Linked DNA regions of Cricetulus griseus: region 1 is linked to region 2. Evidence: chromatin contacts called from public Hi-C data. All regions are on one chromosome and are shown on one strand. The core of a region is the stretch at or near the end of the contact, and the rest is flanking DNA. Distances in the headings are between cores, read along the strand shown.

The links. Hi-C and Micro-C count contacts between places; a contact is called where the count stands out from the background.
Region 1: a Hi-C map of liver shows a contact between it and region 2, with 3 times the contacts expected there. The contact joins the enhancer-like site here to the promoter of Garem1 in region 2. A contact is called at or near these places in 5 of 8 Hi-C or Micro-C datasets (the CHL-YN cell line, the CHO-K1 cell line, fibroblasts and 1 more).

The regions. Positions count from the first base shown.
Region 1 is chr2:215,894,180-215,900,752 of CriGri-PICRH-1.0, reverse strand. Garem1 (GRB2-associated and regulator of MAPK protein 1) reads right to left here. Exons shown (of 7, transcript XR_004768373.1): 7 at 5,893-6,573. Among named protein-coding and RNA genes, the nearest start is that of Trnan-guu, 9.0 kb to the right of the region's middle. Within about 2 kb of position 2,837, at least 2 of the 6 cell types and tissues checked have open chromatin away from gene starts, as enhancers often do.
Region 2 is chr2:215,726,266-215,732,775 of CriGri-PICRH-1.0, reverse strand. Garem1 (GRB2-associated and regulator of MAPK protein 1) reads right to left here and starts at 2,285. Exons shown (of 7, transcript XR_004768373.1): 1 at 1,808-2,285.

The DNA of each region.
Region 1 (6,573 bases), core at 1,588-4,087, 170 kb before region 2:
CCTAGTTGTGGGCATGGGTTTAAATCCCCAAGTAAATTTTCTGAAGAGATTGGTGGGAGTTATAAATTCAGGTTCTGGTGTTCTCCAGAACACATGGCAGGTGGCTATGTGCCATTTGGAAGCTTTTCACTAATCTTCAGGAAGATCTTGTCAAATTTCCGTCAGGCAACTGGGCACTTACTGTAAATCAGATCTTGAACTGTATGTTCAACATACATAAAGCAATAAACATGATTCTCTTCTCGAAGATACTTTGATCATTCTGCTAAAAGAATCATTTCAAAATCTTTCCCTCCCAACTGTGATAGCAAAGTAGAAACCACCTGATAAATACATCTTGCTGAGAGAACACTCCTGAGAGATCTTTATGCAGTATATGTTGATAAGATTCCCATGTCATGGGCTGGAGAAATGGCTCAGAGGTTAAGAGCACCGGCTGCTCTTCCAGAGGTCCTGAGTTTAATTCCCAGCAACCACATGGTGGCTTACAGCCATCCGTTATGAGATCTGGTGCCCTCTTCTGGTGTGCAGATATACATGGAAGCAGAATGTTGTATACATAATAAATAAAATCTTAAAAAAAAAAAACATTCCCATGTCATTCCTGAACTCAGAGGTCAGGATTTGGCATCGATTCTGACCTGAGGAAAGTCTGTTTGAGCAGCTAGAACAAAATGCCATAGACTGGATTCTTTATCAATGTCTTGGAAGTTGGGAGTCCACATACGGAAGACTAGATGTCTGTGAAGGCCTGTCTTCTCACAGATGTTGCCTTCTTAATCATGTCTTCCACATGGAGAATGTGGCTAGTTAGCTCTCTGAGGTATCTTTTTTTTTTTTTTTTTGTAGTTTTTCGAGACAGGGTTTCTCTGTATTGCCCTAACCCTGAAACCTTTTTTTCCTTTCTTTTAAGAAAAAAGATACCTCAGAGAAGCCGGGCATTGGTGGCGCTCACCTTTAATCCCAGCACTCAGAGGCAGAGGCAGGAGGATCTCTGTGAGTTGGAAGCCAGCCTGGTCTACAGAGCGAGTTCCAGGACAGGCTCCAAAACAATACAGAGAAAGGCAACATCAATTGCGTGTGAGGGGTGGGGTGTGGGAGATACACAAGTGAGTACAGGTGTTAGTGAAATCCTGAAGAGGTCAATGGATCTTCTGGGGCTGGAACTATGTGAAGTTGTAAGCAGCATGGTATTGTAGAGTACTACTTAAAGATGAGTTACATTTGTTTATGCTGTGGAAAATGTGTTTAATAATGCAAAGATTTGTTGAATTCTCTCATGTTTCATCTGTTTAACTCTGTGAAGCTGTGTTACTTTGCCTGTCTAGAACCCGATTGGTCTAACACAAAGCTGAATGGCCAATAGCAAGGCAAGAGAAAGGATAGGTGGGGCTGGCAGGCAGAGAGAATAAATAGGAGGAGAACTCTGGAAGGAAGAGATGAGGAGGAAAGAAGGAGAGGAGGATATTAGGGGCCAGCCACCTAGCCATAGAATAAGAAGGAAAGAAAAGATATACAGAACCAGAGAAAGGTAAAAGCCCAGAGGCAAATGATAGAGGGGATAATTTAAGAAAAGCTGGCTAGAAACAAACCAAGCTAAGACTGGGCATTTATATGAAAGAATAAGTCCCTGTGTGATTTATTTGGGAGCTGGGTAGTGCCCCCACCCCCCACCCCAAAGAGCAAAGAGTATAAGAACAACCAACTACAGCCTGGTGTGCATTCTGGAAACTGCACTTTGGTCCTCTGGAGAGCAGTAGGGTGATGAGTCATCTGAGATGGAGATGAAGTCACTCCTGCCTCCCTTTAAATGACTTTTCAGGTATTTGTCACAGAAACAAACAACAAACAAACAAACAGACAACCTGGTCGGTTTACCTCCCTGACAGAGAGTCACAGTCAGGAAGGCTCAATGCCTGTTGAATGGAAGATGGGCTCTGTGAGTACTGGCAGCATGCTGAGGCAATAAAGAAATAATCCATGCCTGTCAAAGAAGCTGCCAGGGCTACTCACAGCGCATGTCCCTTGGGTGATAGTTCTGAGAGATAACAGAATAACAGGAAGCACTTCATTTTCCTACCGCTCATCTGCAAGAGAGAAATTAGCTGTCTCCATGTTCCAAATTCGACTTTATCAGGGATTAACTGAGTGGCAGGTGGATCACAGTTCTTCACATGTGGCCATCACAGTGAGTTCCAGGACAGTCAGAGCTACAAAGAGAAACACTATCTCGAAAACCCAAAAATAAATAAACAAAATTTAAAAAAAAGTAGTGGAGCAAGCCAGCCAGCAGCATTGCTCCATGGTCTCTACTGCTCCACACTTCTGCCTTGGCTGTGCCCATGATGGACTGTCACCCGTAAGCCAAATAAATGCTTTTCTCTCCAAGATGGTCTTGGTCAGCCTTTATCACAGCAACAGAAAAACTAGGGCAATAGGGGTACTGTGGAAAAGGCACATGAACTCAGCAGCCCTCGGTGTGAGCTGTGGGTTCCTCAGAGCAGTCAGGTTCTTCTATGACCCTCAAACCCAGATCGCCAAAGTTCAGAAAAACTAGTTAAGTGTGACTATTCCAAAACATGAATCATCAATCACACCATTTAAAGACAGAAATCTAAACTATGAAAAAGCAAATGGTTTGTAGTTTTATAAAAGTCACTCAACCTCTGCAAGAGTTGTTTTTTTATTATCTTTCTATTTTTTATTATTATTTTTTTTTATTTCTAATTGTCTGCATTATGTGGGTATATACATGTGAGTGCAGGCTAGTGGAGGGCAGAAGGGGGCAGTAGATCCCTGGAGCAAGAAGGAGCAGGCCCCGTGACAAATCAGCTTTGTGTTTTGAAATCCTTGGCTTGTCATTGAAGTCAGGAACTGGCTGGTACCATCCTGGGGCAATCAAGGGTGGAAGAGTCTTCCACCTAGTGGCCATATTTGGTATTACAGTTTCTCTCTCCATAAGCTCTTTCTAGTAGATAGCTGGGACACAGCCAGATGAAGTGTGTGTACAGGTTGGTTATCTGAAAACTGTTTACATTTTAATGTTTCCTCTGTCTTATTTAGTATCTCCACTGAGCCATCACTTTGGATAAAGTAGCAGAAGATGTGCTCAGAGCCTTTTTAGAGAAAAAAAGAATTTTGACTTGTGTGTATATGTCTACTGTGGAAGCCAGGAGGGTGTTGAGTGCCCTGGAGCTGTTACAGGTGGTGTGAGCTGCCCAACATGGGTACTGGGCACTGAACTCAGATTGTCTGGAATAGTAACAAGCATTCTTATTGGCTCAAACACCTCTTTAGCCCAGAGTTTCTGTTTTATAAGCAGACGTTTCCATTTTCCTTTCTTTTCTTTTTGGATGCAGCGTCTTTGGTGTGCAGTACAGGCTGGCACTGAACACAGAAAACCTCCTGCCTCAGCCTCTCAAGTGCTGGGATTACAGGTGTGCACCATCAAGCCCAGTTGGCAGTTTCCTCCATTCTAGCTAGCATCACGTGGGGAGGGCGGCTTGAGTATTGTCTTCTGTTGACTTCCAGCCTCAGAGCAGAAGGTAGAGGATGTGCACAGGGCTTGCCACATGTACTTCACAAAGCCACTCCGTCACTTGCGGAAGGTAATGGCAGGGGAAACTGGGATACAGTTGGGATGAGTACAAGATGGAAGGCCAATTTCTAGTTCTATCCTTCATTTTAGTACAGCCCAGGTGTGTAGGGGAAGCTGTAGCCAGCCCCTAAGTAGGCGTGGCTATGTCACTTAGGATAGTGTATATACCTAGTTAGGGATAGCTTCCTATTGTTTATGGTTGGGATTGGAAGGAGGTGTTCAGGCTTGGATACCTCTCTCAGATGACTTTAGGGTTTAGTTAACATAGATAGTTAGAATGTGACATAAGCAGATTGTTGTATCTTCTTATATTTTACCTTTATGATTGTTAATTTTGGATACTTTAAACTGTTAAGTTTTAATCCTCTTTTAGACTAAAAGGGGAATTGTAGGGAAGCTGTAGCCACGCCTACTTAGGGGCTGGCTACAGGTGTGCCTGACCACGCCCTCGAAAGCTTTCGTGGGCGTGGTCAGGGGATGTAGGGTGACTGCGTTTTCGCTTTCGGTTTCTCTTTTTGGGCTTGCTTACAGACTGCTGCCACTCCGGCTGGCTAGGTCACTCTGTAAGTAAGGCTTTTCCCTATTAAATACACTTATATTTCTACCTGACTCCGTATTGGTAATTTCCCACTATACAGGTGTGCTCTAGAAGGATTGACACCATGCAAGGTTTATTTCTAGGAAGTTTAGAGAGTGGCCTTCTAAAGTCCCATTTTTAAAGCTCTGTTGTGCCATGTCTACAGGGTCATTGCATCTTGGAGGACACAAGCGTGTTATCTTCCCCCACTAACTCTGGCCAGAGCACACCTGTAGCTTAAACATTCCACCACATGTACTATCTTTCAAGGGCCTGTATCTCTTGGAGCTAATATTTGTGGCCACTTGTGGCACACACTGCTCTTGGTTCAGTTTTACATCTATCCATCACTAAGGGGAAATCACTGCCTCAAGTTGTAAGAAAAATGTACTTGTAAGAAATTCTCAATACATCTATCAGCAGTCATGACACAAACTCAACCTGGGATCACCAAACAGGTGTATGTCTCACTCTTACAGCCTGCTCTTCTGTTTTACAGTGTGAGCGCCAATGAGGTCATTGGCCTTTGATTTTGGGTGCTGAAGATTGAACTGAGGGTCTCACGCATGCTGAACCGGTGCTCTCACACTGAGCTGCATCCCTTGCACCTCATTTGACTCAACTTCATCCTGTTATTCTGTGACTGATGTCTTGATCCTCATGTCACAGTAACCGGCCACCACCAGGAATGTCAGGGTGTTTACACTGCTGTTCAACATCTACTCAAGTATCCTGACTTTGAAGACTCTGGAAGCCAAGGACTGGGTAGCTCACAAAGGGTGGTTGCTATCTCATCACAAAGAGCAAAATGTACACAGCCTGGGGATGCTGCTTAGCAGCTCCCAAAGCATATGGATGAACTATCTAAACAAGAAGGGGCCGAGGTGAGCCAAGCATCATAAGAGGAAACCAACTGGGCAGAAGTAGGCTATATTCTGTACTTAATATTTTTAGCAGATAATGTGTTTTCACCCATTACACATCAATCAAAGGACATGTGATCCTAACAATTTATTTCTAGGTTCAAATTTCTTAGCAATATCCAGTTTGCACAGTGTCCTAGTATTCCTGAGGTAGGCATTCTTAGGACCCTGACTTAGGGCTTTGGAAATTTTAGTCATGTGTTTGGTTCTTCTAGTGTCTGGCTCTGCAATGCAGGGGAGCAGACACTTGTCCCCGTGGAATGGGAGAGTGGGACCGAAGGCTTAGGAAGTGGTGGCATGAATGACTCTGGGACTTGTCTGATTGAGAAATAAGATGCTGGAAGTGATTTTATGATAAGTTGAGGACAACAGAAACTCCAGTCAAACTCTGCCTGCCTGTGAGGCATACTGACACAGCAGGGTGGACATGCCTGCCTCTTCTCCAGCACCTGGGAACACCTCTCTGGATCTTCATTGCATCAGCGCAACAACACGGACACCAAAGACAGGAGTTTGCATTAGTTCCCTTCTCACTGGAACATGTATACTCTCTCTTCAAATTAAAAGACATCTGCACTTGTCCTCACCTTTTGACCACACAGGTACTGGGTCCTCTTTGAATGTCATGGGGTTGCCTGGTTACCAGATTCTATGAAACTTCAGGTTGTGTCTTAAATCTCTCAATTCTGAACGGGGTTTACAGTATTAGGAATCCCTATGCCTGAGGGGCTAGAGAACGAGGCCTTTGAAAAGTCAGTACTAGGTCTGACTCTCTCAGGAAAAACTGCAAGAACAACCTTGAAAATTTCTTTATTTATAGACATTTCAGAACCATTTAAATCAACAGAGAATGGATTTTTTTGACATAACATACGGTGTTTATCTTGAGGTACACATTGGGCCCACTAGATAATGATCTGGAAAGCAACTAACTGCTGACGTCTACTTAGCAGCCCACTGTTTCCCCAGCCAAGAAACTGTACAGACACTTGCAAAAGTCTTAGGAAACACAATTTCCATTTAAGTGAAGGAAAACTCGCCAGGTTCTTGAGTTTCAATTTTGTTTGAGTCACAGATGAAACAATATTCCAAATGGAGCATCATATGAAGACAGGAGGGCAAGTTTATGGCTAGGGGATTATCTAAGCCCTATCCTACAGGAGACTGGAAACCAAGGGACCTCATGACCACTAAGCTCTGTTACAAACCCATGGCTTCCAAGTTGGACAGAGGAGCACAACTCCAAAGGAGGTTTGCACCTAGCTTGAAACACATGTTTACTCGTTCCTTATTATCACAATGAGGCAAATGGTAAAACAAATCTTGAAAACTCAAAAAAGTGACGACATGATACGGTCACAAGAATCCTATATTACAAACCCACAGTATAATAAAAGTCCTGTTTCCCCCATTTGCTCTCTGGACTTGATTCTTAGCAGCTTCAGATTTCCAGAAAAGCAATGGAAATTGATGTG
Region 2 (6,510 bases), core at 1,036-3,535:
AATCACAAGAGGAATTTATGATAAAGAACTAGAATTACACATGATGATCAAAATCCATCCCAAGGCTTGAAAGGACACAGTGTTAAGACTTGCAGCCCACATCCCAATTTGAAAAGAAGTGTGGGGTGAGCTCAGTGCTGATTGAGACCCTTTTAATGAATGACAGGGATAGGAAAGTAGTTAGTAAGACTGAGAGTTATGTCTAAGGCTGATGCACAGTCTCTCTGCACTTTGAGTTGGAGGAAGTCTGAGCAATTTGCACACCACGTGCACCAATGCTCTATTGCCTCGCTGAGAAGTTTTGGCAGAGTTTGCAGAGATGAGGGAAGGTCTGGAAATGGAAAGGTAAAGACTCACAACCTGCCAAAACATACAATTTTGCACATTGGAGGAAATGAAACTGCACACACACACACACACACACACACACACACACACACACACACACACAGTTACTTATTAAAGCACAACACACTTTGCCACCCCCACGCTAAGTAGAAATGCCTCAATATGCCTCAATGTCCTCCCCTGGATTCAACAGTTATTACCATCACATACTTCCTTCTTAGTTTTAAAACTTCTAGTTTATTCCCAGTAACCACCACAACCACCACCACCAGCCAAAGACAGCAAGCATGCCAATGTTGTTTTCCAGCTTTCAAAACTTTCTCATTTATTAATTCTCTTGTCAGTGTTTCAGTGTCTAGTCTAGCCTTACAGACAAGCAATAGAATAAGACCTCTTTGGGGGCACTTACACATCTCATATGAAACACACTTTACTCTAGAAAGCAAGACATAAGGCAAGTGCCTGTGACTTGAAGAAACGGCATCCTTCTGTTCAGACCAGTTTTGATCTGGCTTGTGTGTGACCACAGCTCTATCTATGTGCCTGCCTGGTGCCAGCCCGCCCGGCTGCCCTACAGCAGAGCAGACTTCTTCCTACAATCTGAAGTCCCAAGAAGCTTAACTGGGTGAAGTTACAAGTGCAAAAAAAACAGACACAACTTAAACTGTCCCCTCCAACATCTCAAAACTAAAGGTGTCCACTTGACTGACAGTAGCACATCTACATATTTGTTTGCATATGTCACAGTGCAGAATAATCAGTGTGTGTGGTGGGGGGCGGTGTTCTTGGTTGTTTTCTTGTGGTCAGTTTCAGGAAATACAGGCATTTCTTGGTTCAGAGCTCAGATTGCAAATCAATATGCTTTAGCGGCTTAAAATATTTTTTCTAAGCTGGAAGCGCGCTATGCTAATAATTAACCGTAAGCATACCATCACTTCTGCTAAAGACATTTTCTGCACACAACCCTAAATCACTCGTTGTTGTGTTAAACAGAGTAGACGAGCTGTAATAAAAGATCTCCAAGAAACGTGATCGTTTTCATTGGGTCACCCGGGAGCTTTTCCTCTGAAATCTGCAGTTTCTTGGCAGACATAGGGAAGACCGGTTGGAGAGAGCACCCCAAACAAGATACCACCCAGAGCCCAATTATTTTCGTCAGGAAGTTGCCTAAGACAACTTCAGGGTTCCCAGATTGAGTAATTCTTGCATCCAAGGTTACTATCTGCAGGTTTCCACGATGTTGATTTTTTTTTTTAAGGTGCCCTTATTAACTGCACTGCAAGGGTTCTGATTTGCACCTCTCTGGCGACGGCGGCTGCTGCTGCTGGGGGGGAGTGGAGTGCCGCGCCAGGGCTGCGGCAGCCCTCGCAGGCCAACTAGACAGCCAGGGGCGAGCACTGCCCCCGCCCCCCCCCGGGTCCCACCCTTCCTGGCACCCGCGCGCCCCGCCGGTACTCACCGCTGTCCAGCCGCGCGATCTGGGGCAGCCGGTAAGTGCTGACCAGCAGGTCGAGCGGCACAGCCACTGGGCTCCACTTCACATCCTTGAGGCTGCAGCCCAACGAGGGCACCGGGTCCATCTTCCCCACCTCCTCCGGCCCCGCGCTCCCGCGCCCGCTCCACCGCTGGCTGGCGGGCGGCTTCGCTCTCCCGCCGCGGGCAGCCGGGCAGCGAGGCACAGCGGCGGGGACGCCGGCACCCGCCTTCAGCGGCCACACCGAGGCATGGCTGGCGCCCCGCGCCCTCAAGCCAGGGGAGCGCTGCAGGCGGCCCGGCTGGCTGCGGCGGCTCCTCTCCTCCTCCGCCTCCCCTGGCCCGGCTCTGCAGCTGCGGCGGCCGGCCGCCCGCCTCCTCCTCGGGCCCCTCCTAGCCTCCGCCTCGAGCACAGTGTGAGGAGGAGCCGCGGGTCGGAGGAACGCCATAGCAGCGCTCCCGGCACTGACTAATCAACAAGGGGCATGGGACGCCTGCGCAGCCCGCCCTGGCACCGCCTCCGTGCCCGCCTCCCACCGGGGACTCCGCCTCCCTGGGGCACAGGCTCCGCCTCTCCGACTCGGACCTCGCCTCTTTTCCTCGGATCCCGCCTCCACGCCACTAGCTCCACCTCTCTGGAGCCGAGGCTTCACCTCCCTGGAACGCGGGCTCCACCACTAGCTCCGCCTACCTCCGAGTAGGCTCAGCCTTTCACAGTTCCCGCCCACACATAACCCCGCCTTCCTCTGGCGCCGCCTTCCTTAACCTAGCCCCGCCTCCTCAACCACAGTACCCATAGGCCCCGCCTCCCTAGCTCCGCCTCCTACAGGCCCCGCCTCCCGCACATTTCTCTAGCTAGGAGCTCTGCCTCCCTCCGAGGCGGCTCCCGGGACTGTGGTACCCGCTCGGCTGCGCTCCGCAAGCTTTGGCTCTCGCTCCCCCGTCCGACCGCTCGCGCGCCCTGCAGCCTCGCCCGGCGCGTCCTTCCCGGTGCCCGCGGTGCAGCCAGCGCTCTTCATGGTCGGCAGTGGCGAACTCTGATGTTGCCTCTGGCAGCTACAGCAGGTTTTCCTGGCTATAGGGACCGGGGCGGGAAAGAGCCAGCCCGTGGAGTTAGCCATCGGTGGTGCTTCCTGACTCCATGACTCCATAGACGGAGATGAAAGTTTCTGTGATCAGTTCAAGTGTGGCTGCAAGGCAGGATGCAAAAGATTCCCAGACGCAGAAAGCTGTGGAGTGTCAACGTCCAGGAGGTCATCCTCCTCCAACGCGCAGAGAGGTTCTCTTCTGATAGATAAATCCCCTTTCCTAAACATGCTACCAGAACTTTCGGGGATGTCACAAAATGGCACAACTCTTGGGAAGCGGTGCTAGCATTTAACCCACAGGTTGCTTTCCATAATAATGTTGCCCACAGTCTTGAAATAGGGTTTGCTTGTTGTGGCCAGAGCTCAGATAATAGAAGGGATTACGAGGTCCCTAGTTTCCAGGCAAAGCCCGGACTTGTGTGTTGCTTTTTTTTTTTTTTTTTTTTTTTTCATGAAGTTCAGCTAGAGAGATGAGCAGCTCCTGAGGTGAACCTGTTCCATCAACACGCTTTCAGTATTAGGTGTTCAGTCTATAAGAGGCAGAGCAAGCACCCAGGGGCCATGAAACAATCCCACTGCTTCTTAGAGGGCTGGTTTAAGAAAAATCTGTTCCCATAAAGAAGCCAGTGCGTTTAGTTTTGAGGAAAAACACGAGATTATTTCACACTTCCTTCCTGGGCCTCTCACTTCAGAATATTAGTTATAGTATCTACTAAACGCTTCGGCTAAAGTTTTGCGTTCTGTGTCATTCATGACAATTTTTTTCAGGTGTGAAGGAAAAAATACATCAAAGGTCCATAACTCACATGTTTCAAAACCATATAGTGCTGAGTACCATTTTTTCTAAATAGCTTAAGTCATTTCTGAAAATAAACCTTAGACTCAAAAAGAAGAAAGATAACAGAAAATATCTACATTTGGGTAAGGCCAGGGGTCCTTCATCTGACCAGTAAGTGGATCCTAAATCTTTATGTGGTGAACTGACTTTTTAAAACACATCACTTTGTGTTTCTATTCTATTCTCCTTAAAAGCTTTGGGGAAAGTGAAAAGTAGTTCTCCCTCACAAAAAGGACTGGTGACCTATGACCTAAAGACAAGACAAAAAATAAAATGATTAATGTAATCAGATTTGCTTTTAAATCAAGAAAGGTCCTACATTCAATTTGCTGTTGTTGCTGACCTGGTAGAAAAGATTTTATTTCAATCCTAAGTATTAAGGGAAGAAGTTTCAGTGAGCCAGTTCCTGGTGGTTTTACATGTGGAAGAAGTCCTTAAGAAGAGTATTAAGGATGTGGTGGCTCTCTGGCAAGACTGTAAGAGAATATCCACTGAACTGCCAATATCCCAAACATGTTTTGAGGATTATTAAACTGGTACGGTGTATGTAAAAGCACAAAAGCAGGTGCGGGGGTGCTGTTGTTTGGATCTTATATATTTTCCTGAAGTCCGTGGATGAGATGATGATGGGGCTGCTCAGAGGCAGGGCCACCTGTAAAACATGGAGACTGAAGAGAGATCTCTAGGTTATGGTGTGGGATGCTCCTGAGGAGGATAAACTGGCTTCTTCCTTTTGCTTCCTAGATGTGATGAGGTGAGCTGGTTGATGGTGGTGAACACCTTTAATCTGAGCACTCTGGAGGAAGAGGCAGGCAGAGTGAGTTCAAGGACAGCCTGGTCTACAGAATGAGTTCCAGGAGAGCCAAGGCTACACAGAGAAACCCTGTCTCAGAAACCAAACAAACAAAAAAGTACCTAGAGGTGATGAGTTGAAAACTCCAATCCATCTCATAGAGGCCCCAAAGCAAAGAGCCCAACCCGTTATAGACCCCACCAGAAACTTTAAAACAGTGAGCCAACTATAAGCTGATTCATCTAAAGTACTTGTTATAATAAAGAAAGCCTATTAGTACAGCTGGTGAAATGTACAGCAGATTCTTTATGAACATTCTTTGTTTATTTAATGAGCAGGAAGAGAGAAAATATGCCACATGTGTGCGGGTACCCACAGAGGCCAGACATGTAAGTAGTTGTGAGATTCCTGATATGGGTGCTCAGGACCAAACCCAGGTCTTCTAGAAGCATAGCAAGTACTCTCAACCATTGAACCAACTCTCCAGTCTCATAGCATATTTGGATGATTAAAAATATTAGCTTCAAGGCTAGTGAGATGACTCAATGGATAAAGGCATTTCCTGTCAAGCTTGATAATCTGAGTTCATTCTCCAGGATTCACATTGTAGAAGGAGAGAACTGATTCCTTTTTTGACCTCCAGTTGTCTTTTGACCTCCATATATATGAAACCCTTGAGTTTAGTCAGCGGTGTTGCTCCTGTATAGGATCTTGGGAAGCTATGGCTTCCTCTTCTGAAAAATATAAGTTGATAATAGTATTCATCTCAGAAGGCTTGTATGAGAACCTAATCGTTTAATACATACTGAGAAATTAGCATAAATATCTGATACATAGAGAGTAATTTGCTATTACAGTTCGAGTATTCCTTATCTGAAATGCCTGAGACAAGAAGTGTTTCAGATTTACTTTTGTTTTTGGATATTTGCATACATCTAATAAGATGTCTTGAGGAATGAGATCCTGGTTTAAGCATGAAATCCTTTCATTTTTATACATACCTTAGGTATATACTATCTTATGTATCTTATGTATACCATTTATATTTCATACATACCTAAATAACATAGTGGACATGGTTTTTATTTTATTGTGGGTGCCAGGGCTCGAATCTAGGGCTTGGCATGTGCTAAGCATGTGTGCTACCCTTGAGTTCTGAGAAGGTAATTTTACATGTTTTCTGTGTGCCCATGACTGTCCTTTGAGGTGATCATGGAAATTTTTATTTATCCTGTCTGTAGCACAAATAATGAAAACCCAGAGACAGATATTGGGATTCAAGCTGAAGATCAGAGAAGCAAAGCAGCCAGCCAGTATCTCTTACCTCTACCAAGGCTGAAATGGAGATCCTGTCTTCCCTGTGAGTGGAAACTGAATCTCACATGAGATTCTTGGCTTCTTCCTTCTCCCTAATGCTGGGATTAAAGGCATGAACTCTTTTAGACTGATTCATTCTCATGTAGCCCTGGGTGTCCTTGAACTCACAGAGATCCATCTGCCTCTGTATCCTGAGTCCTGGGATTAAGGTGTGTACCGTCACTGCCCAGCTTCTATGGCCAACTAGTGTGGCTGTTCAGCCTGTGTTATTAAAAGTGCTATTGGGAGGCTCTGTTTTAGAGGACAGATGAAGAGACAAATTCAGACTGAAAGGAGGGCTTAGAATTAGGAAAAACAGCACACAGTAGAGGAATAGTCCTCAAAAGGAGACCTGATATAATAGGGCTTCCCTCTCTGACTCTAGAGTCTATGGAATGAAAGAGCCACAGTGAGCCTGGCAGAACTGGCCTTGATGAGACCAAGGGTGAACTGGACAGGAAATACCTAAAGACTTTGTAACTGACTCATCTAGCCTCCTAACTGTGCCCATTGTTCACAAACACACAGCTTGTCCATTCTCCAAACTATCAGCATTGCAAGATAAAAACATTACATGTTGCGCTTCCCCATATCACAGTGTCCTGGAGCACATA